Linked DNA regions of Mus musculus: regions 1 and 3 are each linked to region 2. Evidence: chromatin contacts called from public Hi-C and HiChIP or PLAC-seq data. All regions are on one chromosome and are shown on one strand. The core of a region is the stretch at or near the end of the contact, and the rest is flanking DNA. Distances in the headings are between cores, read along the strand shown.

The links. Hi-C and Micro-C count contacts between places; a contact is called where the count stands out from the background. HiChIP or PLAC-seq counts read pairs in DNA pulled down with a chosen protein or histone mark.
Region 1: a Hi-C map of uterus shows a contact between it and region 2, with 4 times the contacts expected there. The contact joins two enhancer-like sites. A contact is called at or near these places in 1 of 15 datasets of contacts at CTCF or cohesin (CD8 T cells), 22 of 484 Hi-C or Micro-C datasets (B cells, the C2C12 cell line, CD4 T cells and 13 more), 14 of 115 datasets of contacts at active chromatin or transcription factors (CD8 T cells, astrocytes, differentiating embryonic stem cells and 7 more) and 2 of 9 other capture datasets (adipose tissue and embryonic stem cells).
Region 3: an H3K27ac HiChIP or PLAC-seq map of heart atrium shows a contact between it and region 2, with 13 read pairs. The contact joins two enhancer-like sites. A contact is called at or near these places in 1 of 39 promoter capture datasets (the 3T3-L1 cell line), 31 of 484 Hi-C or Micro-C datasets (the 3T3-L1 cell line, B cells, the G1E-ER4 cell line and 23 more), 10 of 115 datasets of contacts at active chromatin or transcription factors (the 230-238 cell line, CD8 T cells, bone marrow-derived dendritic cells and 6 more) and 2 of 9 other capture datasets (bone marrow-derived macrophages and embryonic stem cells).

The regions. Positions count from the first base shown.
Region 1 is chr12:79,706,221-79,709,845 of GRCm38.p6, forward strand. The region is part of intron 8 of Rad51b (RAD51 paralog B); the gene reads left to right. Among named protein-coding and RNA genes, the nearest start is that of Gm36048, 91 kb to the right of the region's middle. Within about 2 kb of position 1,926, at least 34 of the 459 cell types and tissues checked have an H3K27ac peak or open chromatin away from gene starts, as enhancers often do. A contact at or near this core is called in palatal mesenchyme and uterus, where this site is marked.
Region 2 is chr12:79,611,342-79,614,590 of GRCm38.p6, forward strand. All of the region lies in intron 7 of Rad51b (RAD51 paralog B), which reads left to right. Among named protein-coding and RNA genes, the nearest start is that of Gm36048, 190 kb to the right of the region's middle. Within about 2 kb of position 1,545, at least 163 of the 459 cell types and tissues checked have an H3K27ac peak or open chromatin away from gene starts, as enhancers often do. A contact at or near this core is called in the G1E-ER4 cell line, cerebellum, cerebral cortex and 4 more, where this site is marked.
Region 3 is chr12:79,731,178-79,734,459 of GRCm38.p6, forward strand. All of the region lies in intron 8 of Rad51b (RAD51 paralog B), which reads left to right. Among named protein-coding and RNA genes, the nearest start is that of Gm36048, 66 kb to the right of the region's middle. Within about 2 kb of position 1,719, at least 50 of the 459 cell types and tissues checked have an H3K27ac peak or open chromatin away from gene starts, as enhancers often do. A contact at or near this core is called in the G1E-ER4 cell line, cerebellum, cerebral cortex and 3 more, where this site is marked.

The DNA of each region.
Region 1 (3,625 bases), core at 676-3,175, 95 kb after region 2:
CCTTGTCGTTTCTCTGACCTGTGTTCCTTTCTGGAGAGTGGGTGAGATAAATGAATCACTCAGTGTCCAGCCCAGGCTCTGAAAATTGACAGGGCAAGGCAGAAGTGAGGAATGCTGTTAAAATCAGCAAGTACCGAGTGACCATTGCAGACCCACACTCTGGGAGGCAGAGTGAAAAGACAGTGAAGACCTTCCTGAAACACAAGCCATAGCTATTACTGTCGCTGCATCTCATACACCTCCTGTGACAGGTTCTGATGGTACAGTTATTTAAATGTATAAAATACAGCGTAAAGCTCGGGAAATTATCTTAAAGCCCGCCACAGTAGCAAGTAGCAAGTAGCAAAAATGAAGACATATTTCAGAGTTAACTAGGGCAATGGCCTAAATCAGAGATTGCAACTGGTGACTGCTGGGACTAGGATCGCAAGATTTTCAAGCTCAGGAAATTGTTAGTAAAAATCAAAAGTTTCTCACTTGTGGTTCTTTGTGATCTTGGGTGTAAATAGGTCGCGCATGACTCGATGGCCTGTGGGGAAACCTACAAAGGTTCCGTATGTGTGGATTCTGGATAAACACGAGGACTGTTTAACTGGCCGAGCTCCCCTACGTGTAATGCGTAAGCACACGGGCAAGCAAAACTAGGAACTGAAGAATGCCTCTGTCTCACAGTAGAGATCCGAGAGGTCAACAAACCTTTCTGTAAAGGTCCTGATAAATACTAGAGACTGTGTATATTAGATGGTCTTCGAAGCAGTTCCTCTCTTCTGCCATTATAGCCTGCCACGGACTGTGAACAGTTAAGCATGGCTATGTTTCTGTGAAATATGAAGGCTGGGAACTTGAATCTCATGTAGTCCCCACATGTCACAAATATGTTTTCTATTGTCCTTGTTCAAATTAAGAAAAAAATCACTAAAACCATTCTTAGCTGGTGGGCCATATAAAAACAGGAGGCAAGCCTCAGCACGTAGATTGCATGGACACTGGATAGTTGCCATTGTAAAGCCTTGCTCTTAGTCTGTTTAAAGCTAGCCAGTCCCCACCTCCACCCCAAGACCTCTGCCCCCGCCAAATGAGCTAGGCTGTTTTGTCCTGTGTGGAAGCTAAGGGAATTCTCTTTTCTCTATGTTTTCCCATTCTGAAGAAGCTGCTTGATACCCTGCATGGATGTAGAAAAGCCAAATGGTTCACCTTGTGTTTTCCAAACCCTCAGAGACTAGTCTACATTTCAGACAGCCTGGGTGATGAGTGAGCCCCGTGCTTCCCACAAGGAACCCTATCCCTTAAGCATCTGTGGCCCAGTCAAATTTATGCATGGAAAGGCTAAGTGAAATCTATTAATATCCTAGCTAGAAAGAAAACTATAAAGTTACACATATATGCAAGTGTGTGTGTGTATTCCACAGTTCAAAGTGTAGTCAGCAGAAAAAGCTTGCACACTGTTGCGTGGGGAGGAAACCGGTGTCTTTGAAATAAAATACCCTGCCATTGGCATATCCAGGCTTGAAGCCTGACTGCAGCTTTTAGCTTCCACCACGTGTTTACATTGGAAATCTCTCTGTGCACATATAGAGTTAGTTCTCTTATGAAATCATGTCTCTAGGGAAGGATAATTTAAAGCCATTTCCGTTTGTTATGTCTGAGCTGAACTAGACTATTAGGGCTTGTTAACGCTGGATAAACTTGAGCCCTATAACTGCCTTCATCTGCAGATTATAGAATCTGTCCAACAAATTGCATTCTGATGTTCTCAGAATAGATGGCTGAGCAAGCAGGGTTCTCTTTAATTCATATTCCATCACCACAACTGTCTTAGGAATCATGATTCTGACCTTCATGCTCACTTGGTGTAGCAGAGATGATCTGTCAGATGGCCGAAGGCAACAGTAATGGAGACCCTAAACTCCATCTGCATCTGCGCTCTTCTAAGGCAGAGCAGGCAACGGCTGGCAGCAGAAAACTGCTGGCAAAGCATCTTTCTTCAGCATGTCTCCCTTCCCCCAAGTCTTAGCATAAATCAATGTTAGGTCTACTGAAATAGCGTGTGTGGTCTGCACTTAGAAATTTCATTTGAAAATTATATTGTGGCAACCATGAGACAGAGGGATAAACTACAATAAGTTTCTCTCAGCTGGTGTTTAAAGTGAACAGAGCAGAGTGAAGATAGACAGTTGCCCTGATTTAGTGAAGGGGAGGTGGCGGCTGCCCTGGTATAGTCGGACTCCCTCCATTCCCATCCATCAAACCCACTGAGCACGCTTGCTCTGTTGCTTACCCTGAAGGCTACAGCTTATTACTGCTCTCTGCTTCGCATACCAAGATGATCCAGAATAGAAACTGCATCAGTCTGACTTTGTTTACAGAAGAGCCTACCAGAAGATCTGGCACGGCTTCAGGGAAGTCATGGGTGGGGTGACAGAGCAGTGGTGTTCCCAAGCAGTGTATTGGCCTCCAGCTCTAGAAAAGGATTCCTACCCCATAGCTCTGCTAAATTCAGTTTTACAATAACTGAGGGAAGGCGCTGTCTTAGGCCTTCCTTTGTGTTGGTGTTCTAGCTGGCAATGGGGTATGGAGATGGATTGGACCTTGCTGTAGGGCAACTGTGTGGTTTAAGCCACCCTGATCTAGACCAGACCCAAAGGATATCAGAAAGGGAGGAGAGACATGAAGTAGTGGCATTTGGAGTGGGAATAGCATTTTAACTCATGAGGGAAAGAATCTGCTACACTCAGGGGACGCAAGCAGAAACAGTAGAAACTTCAGCTCCTGTTCCTCCCTCATCCTTAGGTCTTCTCTTGATCAATTCATGAGTGCCTGAGGTGAACCAGACAGACATGGTCTCTACCTCCACAAAGCATAGAGTCTGAAGGAAGAATAAACATGAGTCAAAGAACCCTTGTCTCTACCTCAAAGGAGATGGCTGCACTGAGGGAACTGAGAGCTTCTGCAAGAAAGTCAGACACACTTTACAGGCCTTGGCTAAGGAAGGGAGTAGCCATTGGTGAGAGCATTTCATGGAGGAAAGTTGTCATGTATACTGTGTGTAAGAGACTGTAAGAAAGTGACGACATGTGGTCTGCACACATAGGCCGGAGTCAGGGGCAGCCTACAATGGAGTTTTTGTCTTCACTCGAAAGCAAATGAAAACTGTTGACCTGCTTCAAGCAACAAAAGAGATTAGGAGATGAGATTTTCTTGTTGGAAAGATACTGTTGTAGCATAGAGAAGGGATTAGACAGGTAAGTGAGGGAGTGCCCCGGGAAGCAGATGTGAGTGTACAGGTGAGTGATACTATTTGCACCGAGGTGATGTGGGTGACGTTAAAGAGACAGTAGTCATGGGCTTGGATTGTATCTCAACTGTAGAGCACTTGCCTAGTATATTCAGGGCCCTTTGTTCCAAACTGGGGGATGGGAGGACTGAGGAGAAGTTCAGGAAGTGAATTCATAGGCTGATTATTGCCTTAGCCTCGGAGATGTCTGCAGTACTTTGGGGATGGTATAGTGAAGAGGGTAAAGAGGTCTGGGCATTTGAGAGTCATTTCCCTGCAGGGGACTACTGATCCATGAGAAGAGATAAAGTAAATAGCAACTGAACTCCTGACAGAATTAGTTAATGGAGG
Region 2 (3,249 bases), core at 295-2,794:
TACTGTCTTCCTAAGTCCTGTTGACATTTGTAGGCAGAGAAGAAATCTGGATAAGGAAAATTCTTTTCTTGACATTGTTTAAAAGCATTACTAAAAAAAGAACAGACAGTATTTTCAGAGCTATGTGGAAGCAATGACGTTCGTGGTCAGTGTGGAAGCTCAGGTGGGTAGCTTGGTGAGCTGTTTCAGGCCACAGCCATTTGTGAGCAGCCTGGGATGTTCTGATATGGATACGAACACATTCATACTTCAGTGGCCACCTTTTTCTTCCCAAGACTGTCTTTTCTAGCATACAGCTTTTAGGATTTTTCTGGAAAAATTGCATTGTATTGGTTTGTGATGAGCTTAAGTTTCCAAAGAAATCCTACTGGATCCTCAAGACTGTTTCGTGTAAGGGGAAGAGTGGGTATCAGAAGCAAGCCATCTTTTTATCTTAGAAGTGGCAGGAGGTGGCTGTTCAGTCTACAGCTGACTTATCTGTGTATTTACAAACTGCAACTGAGGACAGCGAAGTGGCTTTGCTTGAAGTTACACAGAAAGTTAGTTCAGGAACAGCAAAGAAAAGCCCTGCCTCCTCATGCCTGGCTTGTCATCACAATGTGAGCTCTGTCCAGAAGAAGGGAATTCAGTCCTGTTGCTTTAAGAAATTTTGTGGGCCAGGCAGTGGTGGTACACCTTTAATCCCAGCAGATTAAAGGCAGAGGCAGGCAGATTTCTGTGAGTTTGAGGCCAGCCTGGCCTACAGAGAAAGTTCTAGGACAGCCAGAGCTACACAGAGAAACCCTGTCTTGAAAAAAAAATATTGTGAATATGTAAGACATTGAAGTGGCTTGTCAAGGTGGGCTCGTTATCCTGGATGAAGCATAATTTTAAAGAAATGTATTTGGAACACTCTAATTTTAACCTATGTTCTAATTCTAGCCCACAGAATTTTTGCTCAAAGTGCCCCCGCATACATTTTGTTCGAGCAGACCCTCAAGGCAGTTTTGTGGAAGTAGGAAAGACACATCTAAGTACAGCTGTTTTCCAGAAACAGAACTGAAGCTGGAAGCTGTGTGTGACCCAACCACACTGCTAGGAAGCTGCTGAGCGGGGCTCACGCCCAGGCGTGCAGGCCAAGCCCACGGCTTATCTCATTGCCCCACCATGCGTGTTGCTAAAATGATGTTTTAAAAAGCAGTCCCTTTTCCTCATCTTCTCCTGCAACGGCTACACTTTTCCTGCCCTGCCCGAGACAGTGCTGCCGTAGCCACACCATTTACCATATGTGGAGGGAATGGGCCTTCTCCTCCGCGCCTTCACTTCAGACCCAGTACTCTTTGCTTCCCCTTCAGATGTGAGGGGCTGCTGGGGTTATTGGCAGTGTCTCACTAGGCTGCCAGCGTTGAATAACCTTCATTTAAAACAAAAACAAACAAGGGAACAAGGGATAGGGAATTTAGCAAAGTTCTTGGCTCCCTTTTCTGGCTCTTCTTGAAACCCAGCATGCATTGTCAAGACGTGCTGCTTGTTTTCACACTGAACGCTAGGTGGCAGGGTGGCCACACCACTGGCTGTGGTCCCAGGGACAGGAATGAGGAGGCCTAGACCATCTGTGGCTTGGGGAGATTAGGCTAACCAACCTGGCTGATCTCTGCTTGACAGGGAACTGCCCGCAGTGAGTCTGAAACATATGCTTCCAAGATACTGCCTTTAAGTTTCCTTCTCCCTTTATTCCCTCAGCCCACTTGCAGTTTAATTTTTCTGCCCCATTGCATTCTGGTAGTAGAGGGCAGACACTGCCTGCCAGCAGCTGCCTCGAAGGGCAGATTGTGATGGGAGCACACAGTGGTGCTGGCACTCTTGCCTTGGCATGTCATTTGGGTCATGGGTGTCTGAAGGTAAGACCTTCCCTTGAGTTCATTAGATATTTCTCAGAGGGACAGCAGACTGAGCCTGAAGATCATAGTAAGCCATTACCCTACGATCACTCACTGTCCCCACTAACTCAGATACGCTGAAGATCACAAAAACAAGCAAACAAACCAAACAACAACAGAAGGCAGATTTTTGTTTTGCTGGCATGGCGCCATCTTGATTCTGCTGTGTAGCTAGACTGGCAGAGCTGCCGTAGGTGGGTGAGACATGGCTTCCAGTTTTTGTTCTTGTTTTCTTACCTAATAGTGTACTGGGGTCTGCTACCCTGGATGCCTCGCAGGCCACAGGCCGCAGGCCACAGTAAGCTAAATAAAGCACCAGTACAAGTTGTGTCCTTTCATGTTGTAGAGAGCATGAACTCCGGTTACAGAAATACTTCTCTGGATCTTTGGATTTTTTTTTTTTTTCTAAGAAAGAAGAAACACCATTAAAACAAAACATTGTGTACCAACTGAGGATAGCACCCTGACAGTACCCACCTTGAGACTTCAGTTAAAAAAAAAAAAAACAAGTCTGAATGTAGAAAATTGATCAAACAGAAAGATTTCGTTTTAATTACAAAGCATTCTTTCCTCACAGCTGAAACCACAATCAGATTTCATTAAACAGTGAGTAGTGAGTTCCTGATGTGGATTGTAAGTGACTCCATCGATGAGAATTAAAAAAAAAAAAAAATAGACTGTGTAAGTCGCAACTTTTCAGGAACTCACTTGTTGCGTAATACCAAGAACCAAGTGTCTTTGTACAAGAACCAAAATCACTTTGTACATATTCTTACATCACGACCTACCATTTCCCAACTGGGGAACCCAAAGCATTTTTTGGTTTTCAGCTAAGAGTCCTGATAAAATCCTAATTTTGCACATACAGCGTTGGTGACACTGAAGGGCCTCGTGAATGTGACCAAGGTGACTCGTCTACAGGATAGTTCTGTAGATGAAGGCCCAAGTGTTCTGCTGATTCAGTTGCCTAATGGACTTTCATTAAATTCAGCAATATGACTTTTGAGAATACCTCAAACAACGTACATAAAGCAGGCCAAGGATATTAATTGCAGGCTTTGAAGCTGGAAGAGGGTGGTGAGACCTTCTCCTTCCCTAAGAAAGAAATGTCATAAAAATTCCAAAGCAGAGATCAAATTTCCAGGGGGAGGGGCTTCTTTATTGTTTCCTCTAATAGCTGCTCTTGAGCCTTCTAGAGTGCTGTGTAGATTAGCCCTGGGCAGGGACTAAACAACAGCTTGGCTTTGCCCCACTCTAGTATTTTGCACCCATTTTGAATGATTAATTTATGATATTTTTGCTCTTGTCGGTCCTTTCTTTTATTCCACCT
Region 3 (3,282 bases), core at 469-2,968, 120 kb after region 2:
TTGTCGAATGACTTAAGGCATTAGGTAACTGAAACACAAGAGAATTGTGGGCCTTATATTGGCTTGGAGAGTCTTAATCTATAAATCTGGTAGGGTTTCTGAAGTGTTGACACTGGCTTAAGTGAAAGTCACCAAGTTGAAAATAAAAGATTAACGTTGGGGGAGGAGGTTGTGAGATGATGCTTCCAACACATTGGCAAGGTTCTGATTCTTAATATAGAGGGATCCTGGCTACTCCTGAACTAAAGAGACAGAAACCTGCTCATTTCATATATATCCACTGCAGAGCTATTGGAGAAACCTACGGAGTTTTACAAACTGTAAGGGTATTGTTATTTTATGGTTGTTCACCTAAAAGCCTCGGTAACACCTGTTTTCCCTGGTCATAATTTTGGAGATACTCGAAGCCATCCTGCCTCTGGTTTTGTTTCATGAACCTACCTTAACCCTTAAACTACGAAGAGCACAATATTTTGTTGAGCACCTACTTTGTACTTTGTGTTCTAGGTTATAAGTTGAATACCTGGAGTCTTTCACTAAGCTTCATGGGATCTTTACCAGTGGATCGATCGCATCATGTAAGAGAAGACTAGCATCATGTCCTAGTGTCAGGACAGTCTTTCAGACTTTCCTGATGACCTAATGTTCTCTGTTGGGGACATGCTGCAGAGAAGTACAGGAGATTTTTTTTTTTTTTGAAAAGCCAGAACACTTGCTAATACCTCAGACAGGGATGTACGTTGTATGATGCACTGCACGGCGCCCCAGCTTTCAGAGACCACCTCTTACCAGAAGTTTGCCAACCCCAGCTCTTAGAGAGATTCAGCCCAGCAGCCTCAGTCAGTCCTCTCATCCGACAGTAATCAAAAGTTGCTTGGTAAATCAGTGGGGCCGAAAACATTCTTGGCAGTTCAAACAGCCAGCGGTAAGAACAAGCTTTCTTTACTTGCAATGAGTTCATTATCCAAGGGCCAGAAGTGCTCAAAATCATTGATTGGCTAATTATAAGTAACTCAAGGGCCATAATGCTTCAGTCCCTCTGTGGGAATATTTATAAGTGCTCAAGTTCAGCTCAGATAAAAGAGAGGGATGCCACCCAAGAAAACTGCAGGAAAAAGCCTAGAATTAGATGGCATGGGATGTTGCCAGTCTGAAAGAGGAAGGATCAATATATCACTGAATTTTACAAACCAACCTTGGAAAACAGATTCCCTGTGTCCTTCCCAGCTTTAGGATGGGATGCAAAACTAGGGGCTTTCCCCCTTTACTCGCGGTAGTAAGTCTACCCTGTTTTCTTAGGAAGGGAAGCAGTTGCTTTAACACTCTGGCTAGATTCCCAACATGAACAGGGTGGCCCGATTAAAACAGGCCTGTGGATGCTTCTGCGTGAGGGAAGGGGTTAGCTGTAAAGCACCACGTGCTTGTGGGTGTTTAATGAATATGAGCTGATTAAATTGGCCACCCTGAATTATAACCTCATCCCTCTGGAGCTCCTCTCTGGCTCTTAGCTCAGGACCATGTTCATCAAACTTTCTGCCCAAACTTGCTAGGCAGAAATGCTTCCTCCTAAAGTTGCCTGTGTTTTCCACCCAACGTTTCTTTGTTTCAAAGATGCGCAGTAGAATGTGACCATGGGAGACCCTTCCCTTCGGATGCAGGCCCAGCTGCAGTGACGGCAGCCACACCCACAGCACTTCCCCTCAAACCTGCTGCCTCCATCTGTTTCCCCATCTCTGGACTAGTACAAAGCCAGTGTCTGTCTGGGACAGATAGTGAGCTGAGTAGCAGACAGAGGAGGCCTTGTCTAAAGAAGGAAAAACTACTGTTCTAGAAACCGGGCGACCTAGCTTTCTGGCTGGATTGTGCTAAGAGCCATCTGTGTGGTTAGGAGAGTCATTTGTTCCTTCACCCATAAAAGGCAAAGGCGAGACAAAAATCAATATTTCTCAAATTGTGGGCTCTGGGACTTGGGGTCTGCAAGTTCTATGAGATTTTTAAAATTTTTATACTCTTACCACCAAAGTTTTTTTTAATTATTATTATAAAGACAGTATAATTACAGTTGAAAGACACTGAAAAAAATAAATAAATAATAAGTTTCTTAAATTGGTGATTCTAAAACTTATGTAACATTTTCTGGAGGTTTCTCGGTATATTATGGGAATCTCAAATAGTTGTTTTTTTAAAAGGACTCCGTGAATCAATAGAATTTTCTATAAAGCAAAACATCTTCGTTTTAAGTTTTTTTTTTCTTCCCCCCACAGTACGCTTAACTCTCTCAATGCATGGGCTTCCTTTGTTTTTACAATCAAGATATTTGCTCCTTCGCCAAAACTTTCCATGAAACTGTAAAGAGTGTGTTTCTTACAAAGGCTGCTTTTCCCTTTAAGATTTGGAGCATTGGGCTGGGCTGATATAACTCAGTGGGAAAAGAACTTGCCACATAAGCATGAGGACCTGAGTTCAAACCTCTAGAGCCTGTGGAAATCTGGTACTGTAACCCTTGTCTGTAATCCTGGTGCTCCTACATGGACCTGGGAAACAAGAGCATCGCTGGGAACTCATGGGCCACTGAGCCTGGTATTTGAGACAGAGGAGAACAGAGACCCTGCCTTAAACAAGGAGGAAGACAAGGAAGGACGGATATTCAGCCCTCCGCTTGTACCATAACACACATGCAGCCTCATATACCTAAACACACACACACACACACACAGAGAGAGAGAGAGAGAGAGAGAGAGAGAGAGAGAGAGTGTCAAAGGTCAAAGGCTGGAGATATGGATCAGTGTTTAAGAACACTGGTTGCTTTGCTTTGCTAGAGGACACAGGTTCAGTTCTTAGTACCCACATGATAGCTAACAACCAATTAATATTGTATTTCTGAGGGATCAAATGCCTTCTTCCAGCCTCCTTATGTACTATATGCACATAATGCATAAACATACATGCAGAAAAAAAAAACACCCATGAAGATTTAAAAAGAATCAGAGCATCATAAGTCATTGTTAATCAACCTTATCAACTGAGACTACCTTTCTTTTATCTCTCAACCCTTATAAACCTAAGATTAAATTTAGTTGTGCATTTTAAATCATATTTTACAAAATGCATTTGTGCATACCATCCATCTATCTATTTATTTTGTGTGCACATGTGTGGGCAGGGTGCATATATGGAGCTCAGAGGACAACTTATAGGAGTTAGTCACCGAGTTCTATCATGTGGGTCTTGGGCATCAAACCCAGGTCCTCGGGCTTGGTGGCAAGAGCCTCTACTACTGAG